Linked DNA regions of Gossypium hirsutum: region 1 is linked to region 2. A link is a contact called in public Hi-C data. All regions are on one chromosome and are shown on one strand. The core of a region is the stretch at or near the end of the contact, and the rest is flanking DNA. Distances in the headings are between cores, read along the strand shown.

Region 1 (5,005 bases), core at 1,702-4,201, 310 kb before region 2:
TTTCTCCAGGCACATTAACAGTCCAATGACTACTCATATTCTCAACCTATAATCCTTGGCTCAAGCAACTGGCAAACAGAAACAAACATGCAGAACTGGAAATCAACTAGACACCCATATATTGAAGTTCTAATCCTATGCTTCTTAAGCCAAATAATCCTCTTTCACAGTTGCATTCAACATGCATGTGATAGCTTGTAAAGCCTCCATCCTAAAACCAATAAGATAATAGAAAACAACTCCAATTTAAATATAAGGCCACAACACCACCCAAATGAAACCGGCCTGAAGACACCACTTATATATGTAGGCCAAATGCCAACTGAAACAATGGCAAAACAAGCAGACTATAACCATAAATCAACAAAGAACATACAAGGCAATGCATGTCCCACCCCCAGGCTTTGATATTATGCTAAGCACCCAAAACCGATTGCTAACTGATTGTCAAAAGATGGAAAAGTCCTAGTCGAGTTTGAGGTCACAATAGACTCCTAATTGAACTACTGATCCTACAACTGCAAATGCCTAGCATTTCATTAATTAATTTCTTTCAAACATCTTATTAAGAAGATAACTAGTAAATGTCGCCTAAATTAGGACTTAGGTATAAGTATCTAAGCAAAATATGTCTAGATGTTTAAGATACCAGCAAACCTTCACTTCAGAACAATGCGATATCCTTATCTAAAACAAAACTCTAGGGCATCCGCACTCAAACAAGTTAAGAATTCTTTCATTTAAAAAAAAATTAACCAGAGTAATATAGACATTAAAGTTTAAATGAATGCAACTCAAATTTTGCATAGAAGCTATCTTTATTATTCTTAGTGTGGTGATGATTGTGCCCCATTCTACAACAGCAAACAGGCAAGTGGAGAAAACTTCTTTTGGTTTTAGAAAAATGCATCTGTCTATTATCAAAAGCTGATTCATTCTTCTCCCAAAAGACAAAAACATCAAACTAAGCCAGTTTGGCTTAAAATGATAAGGATGATTGAGTCATGGTGTCCTCTTATTTAAAAGGAAATAATAACTATCATAAACAAATCAAACTGAACATTCAGGCCGTTAGAGTAGTGCAGCAATAAAGGCTACTTATCATATGAAGAAAGCAGAAGATCCAGGTTCCAAAATTTAGTCCCTAGTCCCTACCAATAATAATAAGAAAATAAAAAACATATGATGCCAAAAATAAATCAGGAAAAAAGTCTTATCAACAAGTGCTCGAGAATCACCAAGAAATAACATAGAAGACAAGAGCTTTTGTCCAGTAGGAGTTCCAACTTCGACTGGTTCTTTTGCAGCAAATACACCCAGTTGGAATATTAATAATTATATGAGCTACCAGAAGTGCGGCAGCGGCAGTTAAGCCAAGACCAAGTGCAGGACTTCGGGGATAAGAACATTGTGTAGTGGATACAAACTTAACTTCTGAAGCCTATAGAGGGAAAAAAGGACAATTGGTCATCACAAGAATTCCAGAAAACATATATCCAAGTAAACTTAATGCATAGAGAAGTAGTAGCATATCATTCATATTTTCAGTTTCACAAGCTCCAATTAAAACAGATTTTGAAAATTAATGCCAGCAGGTATTTTGGACAAAATAGATGAACCAAGTAATTTCACTATTTGTACTTGTCTTTAGAAGCATAAAGCTGTCCACACCATAGGTTCTGCGCTTAACAATTTAACTCAGGCTTCCAAAAAAATAGCATGGACTGTGAGTGCAAGCATTCGGCTCAAAATTTTAAAGAAACAGCCAATTATATGAGATAATAGTGCTCCCCGTAAAATGGAATACAGTGACAATGGAGACAAATAAATTGCTTTCAATGTGCAAAAGAGACTAAAGTTAACTAATCAAAGGATTGTTGCAAGAACTTGCCCAAAGTCCCATTCAAAGCATGCACAAAACTGAACTCATGCAAGTGGAACATGGAAGTGGTTTAACCAATACTCATTCTATATGCCAGGATGACTAAAATATGATGAAAAAGAAAAAGAAACAGAAGCCTCACTGCTAGAACCTCTCCCATTATTTGGTAAGACTTCAAACTCTACAGATCAAATCCCACTTTGGTCTATAATGAATCTCTCCTCCATTAACTTTTCAATAATAATAATGACTAGCCCTCAAATACCTTGAATTTTTACTTCACTGTGCTTAGGTTAAGAATCTGGTTTCTCTATGTTTCTGTTTCATACATTCATCCCTTCAGAAAAACTCCCAATAAAAAAAAGGCACTTAGCTAAATAAATACCAGAGGGTAGGGCTCTCAAAGCATTATCTTCTTTTTCTGAGGTCACAAGCATTAAAAAACAAAAGAAAATACCATCTGGTTTCTCTATGTTTCTCAAGGAATTTTTCATAAGAAATCACAAGCGTTAAAAAGAAGAAGAAGCTATAGTCTTCTACTAAAAGAAAATACCATACCCACTAAAACTAAGATGTCTTAACTCTTAAGTTATATTTCATTTTTCATCCCCCATGTATACTTAAAAGGAAAAAAAAGAAAAGTAGACAATGTTTTTTTTTAAAGTAACAGTTTTTATTCTTTTGCAGAGTGTTAATCACCCCAAAACAGACAGGAGTAAGGCAAAGCCAAAAGAAAAAGAAAGGGAAAAAAGGACAAGGATTTATAAGAAATTCATCAGAGAAGATCTAATCAAAACTCTATGTATAAACTTACCTTGATCCTAGTAGCTTCAGCAGCAAAACCAGTAGCGGCTGATAATACTCCCAGAAAGGCGACAACACTGCATAAAACTAAGCCCTTTCTTTCCATCTATTTCTCCTTTTCACAGCCCTTGTTCAAAACTAGAGATTTTCTCTTTGTCTGAAACAGATACAAATTACTTAGGATGAAGGAAGTGTTTTTCTGAAAGGAGAAAGAAAACATAAAGTTGGTACCCAGACCAAAGCTTGCCGTTCGTTAATTGTGTGTGGCTCTTAGATATATTATGTGTTTTTATATTGGGTAAATAACACTAAGCTCACTAATAATTATTAGTAAGTTTATATTAGTTCAAAATGTTATAAAATAATTACTGAACTATTTTAAAGTTTTTATTTAAACCTGTAATTTTTTTTATTAAAGTTTAGTTAGTGAATTCTCAACGACAATTTGACGATTGTATTGACGAATAGAAAAATATACCTTAAATTTAAATCGATCTAACAGTTAGTGTAGAAAATCAAAGAAGAAAGCTTTTTAGATTTTAATTTATAAATTTATGATGTTCAAAACTATTTCATGAAAATAATTAGACTGTCAAAAAGAAGAGGAAAAAAACTTTTTAACTTGTACAAACAATGCGAACAAAGAAAGACACACAATAACAATTTTAATAGTATAGTGACTTAAATGAAAATTTACAAATAAATCAATAATTATTTTATAAATTTTCAAAGTTGAATAACAAAAAATAAATTTATTAATAATTTAATAATCTTAAATATAGTTTTACCTTTTATATTATCTCTTGATTAAAACCGTTATTATTGAATTTAAATTATATTAAATTACCTTTCTAGCATAATTGCGTGAAAAATAAATTTATATAATAAATAAATTTATAAAAATATTGATATAAAAATTAATTAAGAGTTTGATTTAAATGGTAAAGTTATTGAAATTTTATTATGCTTATATTTATTTAAAAGATATAAAAAGATAAAAGACTAAAATAATATATTTTACTTTATAAAACAACAATATTTTAATTATTAGTTAATAGAGTTGATACTCGGTTGAATAATGACGCCAAATTTTTCGAGGGCTTAATATAGATTAGGATTATCCTAAAAAACCACTTTTTAAATATCAAATAAAAAGTATCACTTCATATTTTTTTTAAAATTAATTAATATTATATATTTTCTAATACCAGATCAATTTTTTTATTAATATTTTAATTTTAATTAGAGTTGATTAATTAAATAAAATTAACAATTAAAACAAAAGTAAGGTAAGGTTTATGGTACATTATTTTAACTAAGTTTAAGGGTTATAATTTTAGGGAAGTGTTAGATTAAGGGTTAGTTCTTCATTGCTTTTGAAAAATGTTTTTGAGAAGTGCTCTGGAAAAGTGCTTTTGAGAAGTGCTTTTGAAAAATTTGAGTGTTTGATATTGCTGTCAAAAAGTACTTTTGAAAAATAAAATGTCCATTTTAGACATGATATTATAAAGTAACAAATATGTATTTATAATGTTCAAATTAGTTAATATTATAATATTTTAGTAAAAATATAAAAAATAATTTATTATAACTTATTGTTAATATTTTAATATATAATATTAATTTTAAATATTTCTAAGTAATTAATATTAATTATTTATTAAATTTAATTAGAATATATAAACTATATTTAAATATTTAAATATAATAATTAAATATTTGTAATTAGATATTGACGTAATTGTATTATTATAAAATTATTTTTTATTTTTAATTAATGCTTTTAACACATTTGTATTATTTTATTTTAAAATGTATTTGAATATATAACTCATATTAGATATTAACATAACATAGAAAATATAAATCTAACAAATTAAAATATTACATATATTTGGATTGAAGTTTTAAAAAGGGATAATATTTATATATCAAATATTACATAACTCGCCTTCCTTTTGTAAGATTTGGCATTTCCATAGTTTCAGTAAGTTCCTTTGAAGGAAACATTGAAGTAGAAAACCTGCGTATGATGCCAGTTTTGTCCTCAGGACTTCCAGTGGAGGACTTGTTTGGTGATGAAACAACACTAGAACCGTCATCCATGCTTCTCCAACATGTGCTAGAATTCTTGCTAATGCTTCTCTGGCTACTTGAAGAGCTATCAATGGTGCTACTATCTATCTCTTCACTATCAGTCGATGTGGTATATGACCAAGTGCTGCTCGTGTCGGGGTATTGTGTAATTATCTTGCTAGTTTTCTGGTCTGAAGCCTTCTGAACTTCCTTTTTCCGATGTCTTTCTTGATGATGTTTGAT
Region 2 (4,309 bases), core at 1,462-3,961:
GTGATTTGTAGGCTTCTTTGGTTATTGTCTTACTTTAGCGGCTCAAACAGCGTGTGCATCACTTGTCCCACGTTCCTACGTCCATTGGGCCTATAATCCATCATCATACACACTCAATTACACCAATTAGAACTACCTAAGGCCTGTGTCGACCTAATAGGTCACAAACATCCACAAATGTGTTAAAACACTTATTTTACTAATATTTAATACTAACCACTAAATATCGAAAATGTAATAATGAATACTAAAAGTGCTAGAAAACAAGCTCTTTAAGTGCGGAAATAGACTGAAATTACTACTACATTTGACGTCAGGTCAGTTCTAAGTTTATAACTGAGTCTTATAAGTTAAATTGAGTTATTACGGGAGCAGAAATGAGATTGTAATGGATCTCAATGAAATTATGATCGGAATTCATGATGATAAGGTTGTTTAGAATATTAAAAGCTTACTTATTATAATGAAAATTTAGTAGCTTGTAAAAAGTAGGATAAAAGAGTTATAACTCGGATTGAGATGAATTTAGTAGCTAATGGACATAATAATGGTTTGTCTTTTAGAATTTAAAACATGATTCATATGCTAACTAGTATTGACTGATAGTACGCATAAGAAAAAGAGGTTGAGATAGGGATATGATGGTTAAAAGTTGGATAAATAAAATATATATTAGCATAAATGATGTATGATGTTTTGAATTATTTATGTGTTATTGAAATGAGGATTGAGTCAAAAGTATTGTAATCTAATAATTAAGTCTGGAAATGAATATTATGATGAAATGTTATGGTAAGCAAAGTATAACGGAATTGAGTGACAGACTAATAAATGTGTATTTGATAGAAGAATAGTAAAAAGGTGAAAGCTTATGAATAAAAATTGAAATAAATCAATAAAATAGTAACCCGTAGAAGTGAAAATGTGATTTATATTTAAAATGGTACTAAGTTTAGACTCGAGAAGTTGTTGTATAATGGAGTTGTATGTAATCTGTAACCGAGTCAAATAGAATGAGCATTTTGCTTATTATATGCTTATGCCTATTTTTGACTTACTAATATTATGTTTTAATTGTTTATCATGTAATGTCACCATCGAATGGCTAATGAAATCATATATTTTTTTATTTTAGATTTTGTTGTTGTTGTTTATTACCATAACACGTTTCGTAATGACCATAAATGTATTAAAAAAATCATAAATGCCTTCGAGCATAAGGTGTAACACCGCTTATTTAAAATCACTGACAGTCTAACTAACGGATTTTACATATAACCTCAAGTAATAGGGTATCAATACCATCCTCAAATGTGCCAATACCCCAAGCCTAGTTTCGAAGATTAGCACGTTTATAAGTAGGCAAGCTGAGGTTTATAATTAGCATTTATAAATCTAATGTTTAATAGTAATTAGGATTGTTTTGATCGAATATAGGTATTGTATAGTCAATAGGATTATTAGAGATGCCTCTGAGCATCAATGATAGCATTGTTTGATTGATATCGTGGCCAATCCAAATTAGAGGTATTACAATCATATTTACATCCTTTTAGTTTATTGTGAATAACATTTAATGATTTAAATTAGTAGTACAAACCTGTAAATGGCTTTTTAACTTCATCATTTGTAAGCCCATCAACCTTCATCAGCTCCCTAAATTTCTTAGGCATTGCAACTGCAAAACAAATTCCAATTCCATCAAAAAAGAAATTGAAATAAATTGCAATGGAAAAACAATTCGATATGTGAACCACCGAGTTGCTCAAAAGCTTGCAAGAAGTACCTATGCAACTCTGATGATCAACACTACCTTTGCTTTTTTTGAGGCTGCCATTTCTCTCTCTTTTCTTTATTCGCATTTCTATTGTCGCCTGCTATGCCTTTGCTCTCAAATTTTTTTTCTTTATATGTAACAGGAATTAATTATGTACTAGATTATTCGTTTAAATTTGAAAGTCTATCTCAAATGTTGGAGGGTTTAAATAAAAATATAAACTCGAAAAATAAGTTTTGACAAAAAATAATATCCATTTTCTAAATTAACTGAGCCTCGGGTAGGATTTTTTGGCTTGGCCCAAACCAAATAAGTTATTTTGCTGTTGTTTTGCTACTATTTCGCTATTATATTGCTACTATTTTATTGTTATTGTTTAGATATTATATAACTCTTGTTTTATTGTTAATTTTACTATTAATTTAGAGACATTTACTTGCTAAGTTGCAACTATCTTAATATTATTTAAGTATAAAGATTTTTTTACGTATTTTTAATTTGTTAAAAAATATTTATTTTAATATTTTAAATGTATTTAATGTATTATATTTTAAAGTCACATCTTACAATTAAAGGAAAAAAAACCTCGAGTTTATTAAATCTTTTCATTTTCTTTCTTGTTCTGAGATTCAAAATGAAAAGTCAGAAACTAAAATGAAAAAAAAATCTCTTTGGAGAGTGGATTCCACAACTAAATTGACCTAAGCTAATTAGGTTTCCTTTTATCATCAATAACATTTTCTTTTATTAGGACACATCAATAAACTTTTTAAGTGACCAAAATAGGAGCATCTTCAAACTTAGTGACCAAAGTAGTAATTTTATGAAATTCTGTAGGCTTGGAAGTCAGATGGGCCAATTAAACCCAAACCAAGTTGGACCCAACTTTTAGGGAAACAGAAACATCTATTCGACTAGCAACTCCCAACTCCAGAATAAACATCCGCTCCGCACCCCGCCAAAAGCAATGGGGGAGAAATATCTTTTATCTTGTTTTCTTCCGCAGCACTCGACTTGAACTTTGAGAAGGCTAGAGGACATTGGCCTTGGCCATGGCCATGTCTTGCAATGGAGGACTTGTTGTAACCTTTGCCTCTCCTACTTCAAAGGTATGCATGAACACCTCTATCTCTTACTCTTCTTCCCACCTCTCAAGTCCTTCACCAAATGAACACTCAAATGACAGCACTAGTAATAACAGCACATTTAGCTATAGCAGAGCCTCCCCATCTGAGAGATGGCCTCACCTTCAAATTCAACTAGCTGAAACTTACCCTTTAAGTCAAACCCATTTTTCACCTACCTCTCCTCAACTTACCCATGTTGTTAAGGAAGCTGAATTGTCTTTGGAGTCCTCAAAGTCTGAAACTTTGGAAGTGAGCGATGAGACCCAGGAGAAATTGGGGAGAATAAGTAAGACTAGAGTTAAGAAAATGAGTAAACTGGCATTGAAAAGGGCCAAAGATTGGAGAGAAAGAGTGAAGTTTTTGACAGACAGGATTTTGGGGTTGGAACAAGACCAGTTTGTTGCTGATGTTTTGGATGATAGGAAAGTTCAGATGACACCAACCGATTTTTGCTTCCTAGTGAAATATGTTGGTCAGGAGAACTGGCAACGTGCCCTGGAAGTTTATGAGTGGTTAAATTTGAAGAACTGGTATTCCCCTAATGCCAGGATGCTTGCTACTATCTTGGCTGTGCTGGGGAAGGCCAATCAGGAGATTTTAGCTGTTGAAATCTTTACCAGGGCTGAGCCTGCTGTTGGAAATACCGTCCAGGTTTATAATGCCATGATGGGTGTTTATGCACGAAATGGAAGGTTTCAGAAAGTGCAGGAACTGCTTGATTTAATGCGTAAGAGAGGGTGTGAGCCTGACCTCGTGAGTTTCAATACTTTAATAAATGCCAGATTGAAAGCAGGAGCTATGGTGCCTGATTTAGCTATCAAGCTTTTGAATGAGGTCAGGAGGTCTGGTCTTAGGCCAGATATAATAACTTATAATACTCTTATTAGTGCTTGTTCTAGGGAATCAAACTTGGAGGAGACAATGAAGGTTTTTGACGATATGGACAGCCATAATTGTCAACCTGATTTATGGACTTACAATGCTATGATTTCTGTGTATGGGAGATGTGGGATGGCATATAAAGCTGAGCAGCTGTTTAGGGATTTAGAGTCTAAAGGGTTTTTCCCGGATGCAGTCACATATAATTCATTGTTATATGCTTTTGCAAGAGAAGGAAATGTGGACAAGGTAAAAGAGATTTGTGAAGAAATGATTGAAATGGGGTTCGGTAGAGATGAGATGACTTATAATACAATTATTCACATGTATGGGAAGCAGGGCCAGCATGAATTGGGATTGCAGCTTTACAAGGACATGAAATTGTCAGGGCGGAGTCCAGATGTGGTAACATATACAGTCTTGATCGATTCCCTAGGGAAAGCAAATAAGATAAAGGAGGCTTCTAATTTGATGTCAGAGATGTTGGATGCAGGTGTTAAGCCTACTGTGCGGACTTATAGTGCTT

The links. Hi-C and Micro-C count contacts between places; a contact is called where the count stands out from the background.
Region 1: a Hi-C map of leaf shows a contact between it and region 2, with 3 times the contacts expected there. The contact joins the promoter of LOC107950571 here to the promoter of LOC107950578 in region 2. A contact is called at or near these places in 15 of 34 Hi-C or Micro-C datasets (anther, callus, hypocotyl and 2 more).

What each region holds. Positions count from the first base shown.
Region 1 is chrD03:7,988,532-7,993,536 of Gossypium_hirsutum_v2.1, reverse strand. It overlaps LOC107950571, which reads right to left and starts at 2,951. Exons shown (of 3, transcript XM_016885452.2): 1 at 2,697-2,951; 2 at 1,239-1,441. The coding sequence starts at 2,792. LOC107950573 (a long non-coding RNA gene) reads right to left here. Exons shown (of 2, transcript XR_001698111.2): 2 at 4,569-5,005.
Region 2 is chrD03:7,675,422-7,679,730 of Gossypium_hirsutum_v2.1, reverse strand. LOC107950578 (pentatricopeptide repeat-containing protein At3g18110, chloroplastic) reads left to right here and starts at 2,711. Exons shown (of 4, transcript XM_016885457.2): 1 at 2,711-4,309. The coding sequence starts at 2,830.